2 separate regions of the Macaca mulatta genome follow, and region 1 is linked to region 2. A link is a contact called in public Hi-C data. All regions are on one chromosome and are shown on one strand. The core of a region is the stretch at or near the end of the contact, and the rest is flanking DNA. Distances in the headings are between cores, read along the strand shown. Region 1 holds the start of LOC106993593. Region 2 has its middle 20 kb from the start of NTMT1.

Region 1 (4,283 bases), core at 13-2,512, 120 kb after region 2:
GTGACCTGAGGGTGAAGTCTGGGCCTGGAGAGGCCATAGAGGGAGTGAGGACAGCTCCTGCCAGAAACAGGGGAGGGGTGTTTGAGACCTTGAAGGGTGGGACCGTGACGGTGGTGACCGTGGAAGGGGTCCGGGTTCGGGTCCCACGGGGGGTCAGAGGAAAGGAGCTGGAAGCAGGAGCCAGAATTTGAACCCAGGTGGTCTGACTCCAAGAGGGCCCTCTCACCTGACTTCAACAGTGACCTTAGTGGCTTCAACAGTGACCCCAGTAGTGACAATAGTGACTCACCTGCCCCATGGGCTTGAAACTGCGATGGTTGTGCTCTCCTTTGACCCTGTATCCTGGGGGACTCCACACGGTCATTATATTGTTACTGCGCCTTTTTAGAGATGAGAAAACTGTGGCCAGAAGCAGAGTGGCCTGACCAGGGCTCCAGCCCCCCAGTCCTGCCACAGATGATGTGGGGCGGTTTTCTCAGCACAGGCTGGAAAGCTTTCTTAGGTAACACGTGGAAGGCAGCGTGTGACCCGGCAGAAAGGAACTGTAATTCCGGGTGGCTGTACGACCTTGGACAGTCCTTTTCCCATCTCTGGGCCTCGATTTACCCAACTGTACAATTCGCCCCGTGAGTCTAGGAAGATTCGCTGAGCGTCTGCCAACTGGCAGATGAGGAAACCGAAGTTCAGAGAGTTGAAAGCACAGAGTTGCCTCAGGTCAGGCGGCCGGCACAAGGTGGCGCCGGCTTCGAAGCCGGATTCCGAGGGCGAGCCCTGCCCTCGGCCCCCAGCGGTGTTGTCCTGCCCCCAGGGGGCAGCGGCGCGGGGCCGTTCCAGGCCCTGCCAGCCTGACGTCAGGCCCGGCCGGCGGGGCCTCGCTCTGCACAAACAGACGCCGCAGGCCAGCGTCGGGGCCGGGGGCGGCGATGACTCAGGGCCCCGAGACGGGCCGGGAAGCGGAAAGTTGTGTGCAGATGACATCAGCCGGCCGCGAGGGCGGGAGGGGGCCGGCTCCGGGAAACGGCGGCCTGGCGGGCGGCCCGGCCAGGGATAGGGCGCGGAGGGGCGGCCGCGGGGCGGGGGCGGGAACACCGGGACGGGGCGCTCGGAACCACGAAAAATGTCCCCCCCTCCCGCCCGCCCCGGACCCAGGCCCCGGAGCCCGGCCCCGCTTTTCGCCGGCGAGGAGCCGGCTCCACCCGCCTGCAAAGACGCCGCGCTCCCCCGCGCTCCGGAGGCAGCCGCATCCATCCTGCTGCGTGCCTGCATTTTAATTACCGCCGCATTAATATTCATGAGCCAGGACTCGAGGGGGACCGCGGGCTGTCATTTCCCTCGCCCGCCCTCCCCCCACCGCACCCCTCTTCCTGGGCTGAGTCTTGGGCTTTTTTCTTCCCGTTCCCAACCCCGCTCGCACCAACCGTTGGTGCTCAGCAGATTTCGGGGAGCGGGGTGGTGTGTGAGCATGAGTGTGAGCGAGTGTGAGTGGGGAGGGCGCAGGGTGGGGGCCGAGTGTGAGTCTGTGCCTACGTCTGTGTGCCTGTGCCTACGTGCCTATGCGTGCCTGTGTGACTGTCGGCAGTCCCAGGGCCGTGTGTGCACGTCTCTGATGTGTCTGTGGGGCTTGGAGAGGGGCCAAAGCCTGTCCAAGTTAGCAGGGCCTGACTGTACAAATGGGGAAACTAAGGCCTGGAGAGAGGCTGTGCCTTGTCCAAAGCCACCCCATAGGTCAGCAGCACAGGGGAGCGGGAGACCAGGGTCCTGCGTTTGGCAGGCTCTGCTCCCGGCTCTCCCGTGCTGTTGTTTGTAACAATGGCAGACAGGATGTGCTGAGCGGGCACCTCTTATGTGTCCTTCCCAGCAAACCTGTGCAGCACGTGGTCCTATCCGTGCCCCGTGCAGATGGGGAAACTGAGGCAACTGGTCCAGCCAATGAGGGGTGAACTGGAGCCCAGAAGTGTCTGAATCCTAAGTCCCTGGGTTTAACAGCCCCACTGTGGTGCCTCCAGGGGAATTGTGGAGTGTCCTCACTGGGGTGATCTGGGGGTACCTGGAAGCTCCTGGGTGCCCGGGCATCAGCGGGGATGTTTCCCCAGAACAGCCCACCTTCTGTTTCCCTCCCAAGTGAGTCATCGGATAGGGCTGCCTTCTTGTGGCTTTCCCAGTCCCCCTCCGTCCCCTCCCCATCCCTGAAGCCTCCCAGGGGCCACCCTGCACACCACACCTTGCTCCCTGGGCCTGAGGTCAGGCAATCATTCATTCATTCATCCAACAAATCCTTCAGTGCCAGTCACTGTGCTAGGCACTGGGGATTCTCTGCTTCCCACTCTGGTCATCTCTACCTGGCCTAGGCGCCTCCAGGCCCACAAGGGGGCTGTTCACCTCTGTGTGTGAATGCTCACTAGGGGTGGGGGACTAGGGGCACCTGTGCACAAAAGACAGCTCTCACCCAGCCTTGCCGCAGAGGTCTGGGGTGCCCACATTCGGTGGCCAGAAAGGGGCTGCGATCATCTTAGGGTTGACGGGGCGGTGGCCACACTAGGCAGCCTGAATCTTTGCTTCTCTCTCCTGCAACTTGTCCTCCTCTGGCCGCCAATCTAAATAACCCCAGAGGCTGGTCAGCCTGCCTTGCCCTGGGTTGAGCCAAGGCCATCCTCCCTCTCACGTCCAGCCGAGAATAGGCGGACTGTTCCCTCGTCTCTGCCCACACAGGGCTGGGCTGGAAGTCGTGTCCCAGCCATGTCCCCTGAGCCTTTTCTCCCCTCCCTTTGGGAGCTCCACAGGAACACAGAGAAGAGGACAGGGGTGCAGCCAGAGGACTTGGGAGAGGAAGCAATAATTTATTTACCTTCACCGGTTAAATAGGAGTTTGCCTAGGAGAGGCGGCCCAAGGACGGGGGACTAGCTCAGAGGCGCGCCCACCTGCAGCCCCCATTCTATAACAGGAACCAGAGCAGGCCAAAGGCAAGAGACCTGGGGAGACTGGGAGGACGGATTTTCTCCTAAAGGGCCTGAGGCAGTACAGCCTAGTGGTCCGGTCCGCACCCCTGGGTGGGTCCATCCTGGGTGAGAATCCCCCTCCCTCCTCACTGTGAGGGCCTCTATTTCCTGATCTGCAAAACTGGGAAAATAACTTTTTTTTTTTTCAGGTTTATATTCAGATCAAGAGACACTGCCCATACAGCACCTAGCACGGTGGCTGGGGCTCTTTCATAGGGTGATCTGTCCTCAAGGACATAGGGAGGCCTCTGGAATCACTGTCCCCATTTGGCCCAGAATGGGATTTAAGGATCAGTCTGTGTCCCACAGTCTAACCCATGGGGAGGAGTTTGGTAGGGACAGACTGCTGGGAGGAGGGGGAACAGCCTGAAACTGTCATGGGTCAGGCAAGGCTCAGGCTCTAGGTAAGAGAGGGATCTCAGAGGCCCCACGGCCCTGCCTGCTGGGCTCCGTGTAGACCTGCCAGATGGCCCATCACCCAAACAGCCAGAGCCGCAGTGAGAGGGGCAGCCTGGCCCGCCAGCTCCTGGCTCCCTTCTGCTGCCTGTGTCTCTTTGCCTCCTGGCTCCCCTCTGTCTTTTGAAAATGTCCTCCCTTCTTTTGTTAGAATAGTCATACCTGTACATGGCAAACACACACACACACACACACACACACACAAACACGAAACCTTTTTTTTTTTTTTAAAGGAAGCACTGTAAAAGTTCATGCAATACATCCTGACGCTGTCATTCCAGGTTTCGTGTACATTTCCAGGATATTTTTCTGCCTACAGAGCTGTCTTTGTAAAACTTCCATAGGATGACATCCACCTCTGCTCAAAGGCCTTCAATGGCTCCCCGTTTTCATAAAGCAAGGTAGCTTCCTCCAGACTTCGCAGCCTGGCCCAGGTTTGGCAACACCATTCTCCTTCCTCTCCCCATTACCCTCCCTGACGCTGGGCTGCGGGGCCTTCCTCAGAGCGTGGCCTCCTCTCCTGCCACCATGCCTTTGGCTTTGCTGTGCAGACCTCTGGGAATGGCCTGGTGCCTTCCACTGAGATTTCTCAAGACCAGCCTTTGCTGTCCCCCAGCCTCCGTGCCTCCTCCCCCAGATCTCTCCCCTCCCCATTCCTTAACACCAAAACCCACCTCTCTCTCTTCCGGTGCCCTCAGGACTGATGGGCGTCTCTAGGGTGCTGCTTTTCACATCTAACTCTCAGGAGCGCCTCATCCAATCTTGTGTCCCCACTCAGCTATGAGCATCTCAAAGGCTGGGGTCCTGGCATCTTTATTTTTGTTGCCACC
Region 2 (4,370 bases), core at 1,871-4,370:
AGAAAAGAAAAAGAGGCCCCAGAAAGGCCTTGCCCCTTCCTCCTTGTGTGGATACAGCAAGAGGCCAGCAGTGTGCAACCTGGAGGAGGGCTGTCACTGGAACCCGACCATGCCGGCACCCTGATCTCGGACTGCCAGCCTGCAGCCTGGGAGGAATACATTCTGTTGCTTCGAAGCCGCCACCCAGGCTTTGGTCATCTGTTAAGCAGCCCAAAGAGACTCAGCCAAGTACCACACCCATGCTGGGCCCTGAGTGGGTACCTGCCCGGGCAGCCCCGCCCCCGGGAGCCTAGAGTCATGGGGAACGTCGCTCAGACTGGGCATTTCCAGGACACAGTGACAAGTGCTGGGATGAGAGGCCTTGGGAGCAGAGAGCAGAGACTCAATCCTCTGTGCAGGGGATGGGGTGGACACCTGGGCTTTCTGACAGCAACCAGGTGGGGGCATGGTCAGAACTGACCAGAGGAACGCACGGAAAGGCAGGTGACTGCTACTGCCTTTCCGGTCCCACGGGAAGGCTGGTGATGCAATTCTCGTGGACCGGGGAGGAAACCGATATGGGAGAGCTGTTGAGCAGGCAGAGGGAAGGGCTGGTGTTCCCCTAGCCAAGATACACATATACACATACACACACACACACACACCCTGCTTCACAGCCGTGTGGGGCTGCCTAGCGCTCATTCCGGCTGTTCTGCCTTTATCGGGGCCATTTTTTCGACCCCACCCCACCACTTGCCCGCCCTCTCCCATCATTTCTGCCTCTCTGGGTCGTTCTGTCTTCCCTCCCAAATACACCGTAAGCGACAGATGGTCTGCACCTTCCTGTTGGAGGCAGTGAAACCCTTCCATGGAGACATGTGACACCACCTCCGGGCAGCCCCACAAGCCTCAACATTCCCCTATGAACAGCACCAAGAAGGGGGATGCTCGCTGCTGTTTCAACCCATCGGAGCCAGCTTTGGATGCTGGATGGTGGCTGGGCCAGAAGCAGGGATTGGACTCACCAGACTGGGCCAGGTGTCTCTAGGGCTCTGGAATTCTCCCAAACAGTCAGACTCGGACCCCAAGCACAGCGGCCTGGAGCAGCTCCTCTGCCTCTGCCATCATGGAGCCCGGGGATCCTTAAAGACTCACCCACCTATGTTTCCCTGGCTTATTTACTGCACCTGGCAGCTGAGGGGGCTTCAGTGTGATGCCCCCCAAACTCCCAGGGAGCCCCTCCTGCCTGGCTCTGGGAAGACTTCTAACTCTCATGGCTGAAGAGTGTAGCAAACCCCAAAAGAATCTTCCTATAGGAACATCCTGGCCCATTCACTTCCCAGCCATCTCAATGACCCGAAGCATGTTCTCCAGGGGACGTCACCTCCCCCAGGCCGGCCACAAGTAACTTCTAGTAACTTCTAACACAGCCCACAGCTGTTCTGGTCATGTTGATTATCTGGCCACGTTAATCAGGGCAACCAGGAATCTGTGAGAGCAAGATGAACCCGCGGCCTGACCTCATGGAGCTCAGAGTCCAGCAGGAAATCACAGAGGAATCATGATGAACGCTATGGAGCAAGTGCTATTTGCAGATGCTGCTCTAAACACTCCCGTGCTTAAAGCTTACCTCCCCTTGAAGGAGGGCACGACTCGGGAGTAGGCCCAACCCCTGCAGATCAAGAAGCCAGGCCACAGAGAGGTTAAGTACCTTGACCAGGGTCACACAGCTGAGCTCCAGATAAGAAATCGTATAAGAAAGGGAGGCCCAGGCACCTGTGCAGGGGAGCACAGAGCAGCTGCCTTCTCTGAGGCTGAGGTTTCCTCCTCTAGGAAGCTGGCCTAGATTTCCACTAGCCCAGCAAGGCCATGGACAGCAGGGCCATAGCCAGTATGTCCAGGCTGGCTATCCTGGCAAACTCTGTCCCAGGGAGCTTGTGTCTGGACTGGGGAGATACAGATGGGCCGGCTGCACAGGTGTGTGACCCCTGCAGGTGCACAGGGCCCCAGACTTAGAAGGGCCCTGCACAGGCTTCCTGCTGTGCGGTTGCCATCTTGAAATTTGCAATACATCAGGAACAAGAGGTCCTGCTTTTCATTTTGCCCTGGGTCCCACAGATTTAACTGCCCCATACACAGGCACTAAACTACGGCAATGCTGAGCTGCGGCTGGGCGGAGGGCTGGCAGGAGGGTTGCAGAGGGTCTCCTGGAAGAATCGGCCAGGCAGAGAGGCCGAGGGGCTGGAGTGAGGCTGGTCAGATGGGCAGCTCCCTGGAGAGGACAGTCAGGAGTGAGCTTTGTCCTGCCTGACCCCAAAACCCTGCCGTGGCTCCCCAGGACACCTCAGCGCAGCTCCCTGGGAGCTGGGCCAGCACCAGGCAGGTCAGGAGCAGCAAAGCTCTGAGAGGACTTTTATTTTTATTTTTGAGACACTCTCGCACTGTGCAGAGTGCAGTGGTGCGATCTCGGCTCACTGCGTCCTCCACCTTACAGGTTCAAGCGATTCTCCTGTCTCAGCCTCCCAAGTAGCTGGGATTACAGGCATGTGCCACCACGTTTGGAAATTTTTGTATTTTCGGTAGAGACAGGGTTTCACCATGTTGGCCAGGCTGGTCTTGAACTCCTGACTTCAAGTGATCCGCCTGCCTCAGCCTCCCAAAGTGCTGGGATTACAGGCGTGCGCCACCGTGCCTGACCAGAGGCCTTTAAAAATACCCCTACACCTGAATATTGACTAGATAGCATACTTGTGCACAGCATTTGGAAGGCACAAACGAGAAACCAGTGGGAAGAAAGCCCCTCCCTGCTGGTCTCTCACCTAACCCTGGTCCCTCCCACTGGGTAACCCAGTTTCCTGTGTACCTCCCAGAGGTATTCTGTGCACACACGGAGGCCTGCGCATGCGTGGTTTTCGTATTTTCGTGAGGATTTCACGTACATTCTGTATTGTACACACTCTTCTGCACTTAGCTTCTCACTTCACAGTCCGACCAGGAAATCATACAAGGCTCTCTCAAGGCCACTGAATTGTATAGATGGAGAAACCGGAGCCCAGAGTGTCACACGGCAAGTGTGGGTGTTCCGGTGGTCCGGGCGTAGAGCCTGGCCTTGGCACAGTGGAATCCACGTCCTTCCGCGTGCTCACCAAACCCCCTCAGCCTCCTCACAGCTTCTCTCCTGCCCTAATTGCAAGGGCTGCCAAGGAGGGAGCCACAAAGGTACTGTGATGATTTCCATTTCCACACGAGGCTCCGAGAGGTGCAGCCACTGTCCTGAGGCCACACAGCAGAACCAGGGTGGGAACTCACCAAGCTGCAGTGGCCCCCCCAGGAGCAGGCTCATGTTTCCCCAGGTGGGCACTGCCCCTCAGCACAGACTTACAATCTCCCTGATGCCAGATGGAGAAGCCCCCAACTTCAGCAGGTGAGGTTTGGGCAATGGAGTCTCTCAGCCTGACAGAGCCACAGGATGGAGCTGGCAGGAGTCCCCGCTAGGCCTGGAGGATGGGTCGGGCTAGGTGGCTCGCTGGGGGCGTGGGGCAGATTTGGGGGCCTGGTCTCCTAGGCTCCAGCTGTACCACTGAGGCTCCTGGAGTGCCCCCTGGGCCTGTCTGGTCGCCAGGCAGGGCCAGCATCAGCTGGCTGAACGTGCCTGGGGCTGCTGCTCTGTTCACCATTTGGGTTTGAAGCATTATTTTAATTGTGTTTGTTTATCCAAAGCTCGCCTTTGAAATCTGGTTTTGTGCCTCCCTATCCTGGAGAAGGGCGCTGGTTTAGATACAAAGTGTGTTGCTGTCTCAGCCTTTAAAGAATTCCCGAGTGAAGGGGCTCACTTTCTCTGAGCACGTGTGGCCCCACTTGTGGGCGACTGTGGCAGGTCTGCAGGACAACTTGGGTCCTGTCCTGACTAGCCACAGGCAAGTGACAGCAGCCCCTCAAAAACTGTGTGTGGCTCACACCTGTAACCCCAGCACTTTGGGAGGCTAAGGCAGGAAGATCGCTTGAAGCCAGGAACTTGAGACCAGACTGATCCACAAGGTGAGACCCCCCCCACCCCCCGGCCCCAGCACCATCTCTTTAAAAAATAAATTAATTAATTAAAAATAAATAAAAAAATAAAAAGTTGTGTGGGATGAAACCTCCAAAGTACTGGAGGTGCCATCCACCCTGGTGCAAGGGACACAACCTTAGGGGGTCATGAGAATGCTGTAAGCTCAGGACCTGCTTTGTCCAGAAAAACACCCACCCCACAACAAAAACTTTACAACCAGTTCTAGGCCCTTCTAGAACCTTCTGAGACCCATCCTCGAACCCCTCCCTCCAGTTTAGAGCCCATTCCTAAAGAAATCTCATGGTCAGCCCTTTTGGAATAATAATCATAGTAGATAAAG

The links. Hi-C and Micro-C count contacts between places; a contact is called where the count stands out from the background.
Region 1: a Hi-C map of CD4 T cells shows a contact between it and region 2, with 2.4 times the contacts expected there. The contact joins the promoter of LOC106993593 here to the enhancer-like site in region 2. A contact is called at or near these places in 5 of 14 Hi-C or Micro-C datasets (CD4 T cells, blood, fetal cortex germinal zone and 2 more).

The regions. Positions count from the first base shown.
Region 1 is chr15:18,136,277-18,140,559 of T2T-MMU8v2.0, forward strand. LOC106993593 reads right to left here and starts at 1,263. Exons shown (of 3, transcript XM_077967900.1): 1 at 290-1,263. The coding sequence starts at 1,248. The coding sequence ends at 499. All of the region lies in intron 6 of LOC114672715 (a long non-coding RNA gene), which reads left to right.
Region 2 is chr15:18,015,566-18,019,935 of T2T-MMU8v2.0, forward strand. No RefSeq gene overlaps it. Among named protein-coding and RNA genes, the nearest start is that of NTMT1, 20 kb to the left of the region's middle. Within about 2 kb of position 3,121, at least 10 of the 40 cell types and tissues checked have an H3K27ac peak or open chromatin away from gene starts, as enhancers often do. A contact at or near this core is called in CD4 T cells and blood, where this site is marked.